2 separate regions of the Anser cygnoides genome follow, and region 2 is linked to region 1. The links are chromatin contacts, called in public Hi-C maps. All regions are on one chromosome and are shown on one strand. The core of a region is the stretch at or near the end of the contact, and the rest is flanking DNA. Distances in the headings are between cores, read along the strand shown.

Region 1 (3,266 bases), core at 399-2,898:
AATAATTGAAACCAGCATTGCCACTGAACATGTTGCATTACTAAACCACAGCCCCAGCTACACGGCCAGCCCGGCCAGGCAGCTCTGCATTGTTCTGATCTATGAGTAAATCTGCCGTTAGAAACTGGCACTCCCCTTGCCTGGGACTTTTTTATTATTATTATTTATTTTGTTTTAAATAAATGAGTACTGTTGTCTTCCAGTCACAACAAATATTGCGGCTGTCTTATTTAGGGCTAATGATTGACATCTTTTGTCATGAAAATGAAATTCAAGGATTCAAAACTGTATTAGAAATGGCTGAGAGGAGAAAGTATGGATCAGAAATTTCAGAAGGCGAAACATTAACGTAACAATTACAGGAACACAAAGCCTTAAAAACCCACAAAAGTCATACAAAACACTATATTTCTAAAATAAAATTAAATTAAATTAAATAGCTCCTCTTTGGCACAGATAGACACATCTGCACTGCAGAGGAGGTGTGCGCCCACCCATGGCACAAGGGCTGTGACTCCTGCCAGCAAGGCTTTCAGGGCAAAGTACATGTCTTACATGTTCTTGTGCTCCTAACCAAGAGCATAAAAGGGTGGAGCTGCTCTCATTCACTGTGAGATTTTTCTTGTCCATAGCAGAGGCTGGAATTCACTCAACACCACGAGGTTTGACAGCACCGGGGTGCCCCGAGCACTCCCCGTCCTCCCCACGGTGAAATTTGTGGCACGGTTCTTGGCACGTGGGCCGGTGCCAGCCACCTCTCCCCTGCCCTGTTTCTGGGTAGGGTTCAGAAGCACGGTGGGCCAGGGACTGTTCCCAGCACCAGTTTCCATGCGACCACCCTGTTTTGGAGGGTAAGAGAGGTTAATGTTATGGATGCAGGCTGCTCCTTGCCAACCGGCCTCAGTGCCAGGGAATGGCCCCAGGCACATTTCATTTGCTAGTATAGGCGCAGCTTCAGTTTCTTTGTGCTGTGGTTCCTGTCTCATTCACTAGCATTTTAAAACCTTTTGGTAATAGTTTGTTAGTGAGCTGATAGGTATTTTAGACAGCAATTTATGGATTTAACAGATTCCACTTTTTTTTTTTTCCCTACAGTAAGTAGGAAAGGTGTCCTGAGGCTTTACACCCGCCTCCTGCAGCACTGGGATAGCTGCTGACAACGGGCACCCCGGCTGGCTGGTCAGGCTAGGCAACAGGCAAATCCTCTGCTTGCAAACGCTCCTCCTTATCTTCCACGAAAAGTAGAGAGGTTTATCTGAGCAGGCTCTTCGTGGAAGAAACCAGGCATTTCTTGGCAACTCAAAGCACAGTGGCAAACTATGCTCTTAATTTGCTAATGCCGTTCTGTTTCAGGGGGTTGCCCTGACGAAACACTCAAGATGAGAAGTAGGAATTAGCCCCTCATGTCCTAAAATTTCTGTGCTTACAGCTCCTGCCTTCATTTTGTCCTCAGCCCCCCAACAAGAGAGCTGTACAGCGCCACCAAACCAGCTGTAAGCCGGCGAGCCAGGCAAATACTAATGCTCAATTTAACATGCAGCTCATGTGCCTTTAAATAGCAGCGAGAGCCGAGCCAAGCCATCCACTGCAGCAATTTCTGGACATATGTGCGGAGCCCCCCTCCCTTGCCGAGCCCTCCCAGCCCGGCACCGGGGATTGGCGCTGCTGCCTGTCAGTTCCCAGTCACCCCACTGACGTCTCCTCCGCGCTGTGGACTCGATCCCGTTTGTAGCCAATGTAATTACAACGTGGAGAATCAACAACTGTTAACGATTTAGGTTAAACGTAATTTAATGCCCCCAGATTACCGCACTTAGGTTAGATTTCATTTCACACGAGCCATAGAGAGAGTTCGAAGAGGTCGCATACTTCTGTTAAAGTAATTCTGGACAAAGGAAAGATTGACACTAGCTTCCTTGGGCTCTATTAAATGCTTCAGCGACTTTGGCATGAGTTTCTAATCTGTCATTGCTTTTGGAACTCCACATGTTAAAAGGAGATATGTCTGAGAGCAGAGGTTCAAAATCCATTCTTCCTTGGGGGGGTCCATATATCTTAAAGAAGGAGAGCTTAAAACTCCTGATCAGGTCTAAGGGACCCTTGAAAAGACTATGCCTACTATTTCATCTGCAGTGCCGTTGTGTCTATAAGCCATGAAATGGCTTGAAATGACAGCATGAAAAGTTGCTGTTAGAAAGTCTAAGAAGTAGTCATCCAAGCCTAGAAACCAGAGAGTCCATCACAGAGTGCTCTTGTGCTACTGGGACGGCTGCCAAGCAAGGCATGCAGATTGCTATTGCTGAACTTTTGGATGATGAGAAAAAGGACGGGACTTCCCAATGCAGCAGGCACTGCCCCAGAGTGCACAGAGCTCCTGAGCAGGCAGGCAGCACAGCTGCTGCCTCTGGTTCCTTTTGGTAGCCACTTTCTAGGTGGACCATGCTGGACCATAGACCCAGAAGCTGGAGCTGGATGCCAAACACATTTTAGTAGAGGCTTTCAGCTCTGTATGTCACTCTAACAGAAAGTTTCCTAACAAAGAGACAGCAAAAATGCTGCCTGGTAGCTTTAGAGATCATTTGTCTCCTCCCCAGATGTAGAACAGCCATGTCTTTTCCAGTCATCCATGCTTCCACTGCCCCGTTAGGAGTGCAAATATTTGTGAATGAAATTGCCAGCTATTCTCTAATTCTTGAGCAACTCAGCAAAAAATAGCATCAAGCCCAGCAAGCTTCTGTGATCTGGTGACAGCGTGACCTTTGTTTATCCTTAGTATTGAAAGCAAATGGATGTCTGATGCACTGACGTATTTTGATGAAGTTCTTTATGTGCTTGGCTTTGGCAGGTTCTATTAACCCACACCTCTGTGCTCCTGGGCAGCCGCTGTGATGACAGCATTTGGATTTACTGGCAGCAGTCTGTTGGCCTGTTGGTTCACAGCACAAAACAAATGGAGGAGCTTCCACATTCCCAGTGTGGAAAAGTCAATGCTTCCTGTGGTCTTACATCTCTTGCTATCTAAGGGTTTAGGCATGGTCTCATGCTGTTTGTAAAGCACTTTGCTCTCGGGTGGTATGGGGCAGCTCTTTTCCATGAGTCAGATGCAAGGGCAGTGCACTCCACCGCGTTGTCCAAGAGGTTTCGAGCCAACTTTGAGCTTGGTTCAGTACGGCAGTTTTCTTGAAGGTGTCCTGACAAGAATCTCAGTCTTTGCATGGAGGTTTTCAGCAAAGTGCAGGTACCAGTCTAAAGTGCAGGTACCAGCC
Region 2 (3,266 bases), core at 259-2,758, 64 kb after region 1:
CATTTAAATACCAAATTGTATTCTTCACCTTCCTTCATTAAGCTATGGTATTTCTGAATGTTTAGAGCTCCATTTTTATATGGTAAAATGTGCATTTCAATGTATTGTACAGGCTGTCATTCAATGAAAAAATGGAAAGTGACAGATTATGGAAAGGGGTTAAAGTCACATTTGGAAATCAACAGGAATAAAATAATGTTAAAATATATATTTCTAAAGACTATGCAACCTATAAAGAGAGCACGCTTGGTAACAGGAAAGCCCGTACTTGCCACAAAGGGCAGTAAGTGTGCTGCTTATATAGGAGCTGAAAATTAACTGAAAAAAAAAAAATTATTAAGCTTCTAAATCCTGAAATGACAAAGATTTTCAGTTTTTCTATAACACCTTACAAAATATTTTACCTCCTTTTCTCAAATAGAATATAGACAATAATTTATTCTTTCATTGCAAATAGCATTATGTTGATTTATAGCTATTTAAAAATATTTTATACAATTCTGGCTGAAGTGACACATGAAACGTGTCATTTGCTCAGGCTGTAAATTATTCCCTCTGTATTTGTCTTTTGACAAATGAAGGTCTTTTTTATTCATCTGCTTAAATCTCCATATGTTTGTGCATCGCCAAATAAAGTCCATGGATTTTAACAGGATTAGTAGCCAAACTGGCTGTATTTCTGTTCCTGGAGTGATCCATCTGGGGACCCAGCCAACAACAACAAAAAAGAGGCTTCCTATTTGATAAGGTTTTCTAATCTATTTTAAAGCATTCAGCAATACACGTGCTGTGCAAAGCTGAACTTCTCTGACAAATATTACCAATTGTACCAGGAAAACCAAGCACAAAGTCAGTGAATCTTCACCGTGTTTCCCCTGTGCTGCAAGCACGTCATGTGAAGGTTGTTAAAGGTTTTCATTTTGCCTCCAGCTTTGTAAAAAGGGAACTTGAAGCTGAAATAGTTACGCTTTCATTTAGCCACTGTTCAGTGTAACACATTAATTTTGAAACTGCATGTTTATACTATTGTTTCTGAATTACTTTCTGCTTCAGGCTGGTATTACAACTCTTAGTGTTGTCATGCAAATGATTTTTTAAGTCAAAAGAACTCCACTGTTATAACGACAATTATCCAAACTTTTACAATAGCATCTGTACAAGGAACACACAGGAACACACTAGTTATTCCCTTCTGATATTTTTCGCTCTATGGAGGTTAACACAGTGCACACAGAAAATTCAGATTCCCTTTTATAGCCTGTGTGGAAATCTATGGGCTTGTCAAGCACTCCCTGAAGATGTCACCTTCCGTCAGCATGTCGTTCAGGGCAAGCATGTGGGCTGTTTGCCACACAGAGTTCACCTCTGAGTCTCATTGCAAGATCAAGGTCAGAAAAGGTCTCGGTACAACCACTGAAATAATTTTGTTATCCGTTTCAAAGCAGAGGTGAGGAGATACAAATGCTCAGCTCCTTTCAGAGCCGAACAGGCAGCAGCCAGGGGAGCGAACGGGTTGTGACGGGGTGCTGTTTGTTTGAGTTGGAAGTGAACGGTTATGCCTGTGCTGCATTTTGAGTCCTGGCTCTGGAAGGCTGATGAATTAATACTCCTGCTGCGGGCAGCCTTGGCAAGGCCGTAGCTGGAGTACTACGATGTCCAGTTCAGAGCAGCGCCTTCCAAAGCCGATGCGGCCCCTTTGGCAGGAGCCCAGGGGCAGGCTACAGGAATCGCCAGGGGGCTGAGGAAGACGACCAAAAGGCAGAGAGACAGGGTGCGGGGCCTGGAGATGAGAGGCTAGCAGAAAAGCAAGAATCCAGCGCCTTCAAATAAAAAGTAGCTGGAAAAAAAGGAAAAAAAATAAAAAAAGAGGGAGTGTGGGGGGATAAGACAAGTAAGAGGCTAATCCTGCAAAAGTAGACATCTAATCAGACAGCATGAAAGCCTTTCCGAAGGAGAAGGCCACGGAGCAGTGGAGCAGACCACCAGACCACCATCGCCAGGGCTTTTCGAGGACAGCCCAGGCAAGCCCCGGTAAGGACCAGCCTCGTCCTCGCCTCGGTGTGCGGGACGGGACGGGACGGGACGGGACGGGACGGGGAACCCGCAGAGCCCGGGGCCGGGGCCGGGGCCGGGGCCGGGCCGAGCGGGGCGGGGAGGCCCCAGCGCCGGTTCCCTCTTCGTCCGCCGTGTGATTGGCGGCGGCTCCGGAGCTGCCTCCCGCCGGCCATGGAGCCTCCCGCCCGGCCGCCGGCCCGCTCCGCTTCCCGCTGAGAGGAAAGCACCTGCGCGGAGCCCGGCCGCGGCCCCGCCGCTGCGGTGAGTAGCTCCGTCCCGGGGGGCGCCGCCGGACCCTGCCCCAGGCCGGCGCTGCCCGCCGCGGCCGAGCCTCGCAGGGGACCGCCGGGGTCTCGCAGCTCCGCGGCCCGGCCCTGCCCGGCCCCCGGAGGTGGCGGCGGTGGAGGTGGCGGCCGCGGGGTTTGCCCCGCTCGCAGCAGCGGCCCCCGCGGGCGCACGGCGCCGGCCGCCATCTCAGGGCGGGGGCCCCGCTCCGCCCGGGGCCGGGGGAAGGCGCAGCCCCGGGCCGCTGCTCCCCGCCGTGCCGGGGCGCAGGGGAGGCTCCTGGCCCCGAGACCCCCTGCAGAGGGTGTGGGGAGTCGTCAGCCGGCGTCTCAGCCTCCCAGGGAAGGGCTGAGTCAGCCTTAGGTCGGCTGGGGCTTCGCTCGTCGCGGCCTTGGTCGTGGCCCAAAGAGGAGTCACAGGTTTGATGCTAAGCCTGCTAAAAACAGCTGTTCATACGCTGAACCGAGCAGTGCGAGCTGAACGGGGCTGTTCCCGCTGGTCTTAAGATCTTGAGTCAGCTCTGCTGCGACGCAGCTCCTAGACAATAAATAACTGTATTTCCTCATCTGACAAATAAGAATCTCTCGTGTCTACCCGGCTCGTGTATACCATAAAACCTTCCCTGACCAAAAAAATGTCTGAAGGCGTCGCTTAGGGCGTTCAGGAGTTGGATTTCGGTGTAAAAAATCAGATCATGCAGTTAAAGATCGGTATTTGGAAAAATGAGCACAACTTCAAAGGATAGGCTGCATCCTAACAGGGTCACTGCAGGAACCATAGCTGTGGTCTCTGTGCTTTCGGGCTCCGTAAAGTACTGGTTTAAAGCTGGATCACCTGTCACGTACACAGCCAGAACTCTGCCAAACTCCCTATCCAAATTTTTGGAACCAGCTGGAAGCTTTGGTTTGATTTGGGGTATCTATCCC

The links. Hi-C and Micro-C count contacts between places; a contact is called where the count stands out from the background.
Region 2: a Hi-C map of liver shows a contact between it and region 1, with 4 times the contacts expected there. The contact joins the promoter of PIK3CG here to the enhancer-like site in region 1. A contact is called at or near these places in 2 of 7 Hi-C or Micro-C datasets (both in liver).

The regions. Positions count from the first base shown.
Region 1 is chr1:15,183,838-15,187,103 of Taihu_goose_T2T_genome, forward strand. No RefSeq gene overlaps it. Among named protein-coding and RNA genes, the nearest start is that of CCDC71L, 39 kb to the right of the region's middle. Within about 2 kb of position 1,649, at least 3 of the 3 cell types and tissues checked have open chromatin away from gene starts, as enhancers often do. A contact at or near this core is called in liver, where this site is marked.
Region 2 is chr1:15,247,708-15,250,973 of Taihu_goose_T2T_genome, forward strand. PIK3CG (phosphatidylinositol-4,5-bisphosphate 3-kinase catalytic subunit gamma) reads left to right here and starts at 1,509. Exons shown (of 11, transcript XM_013190757.3): 1 at 1,509-2,031.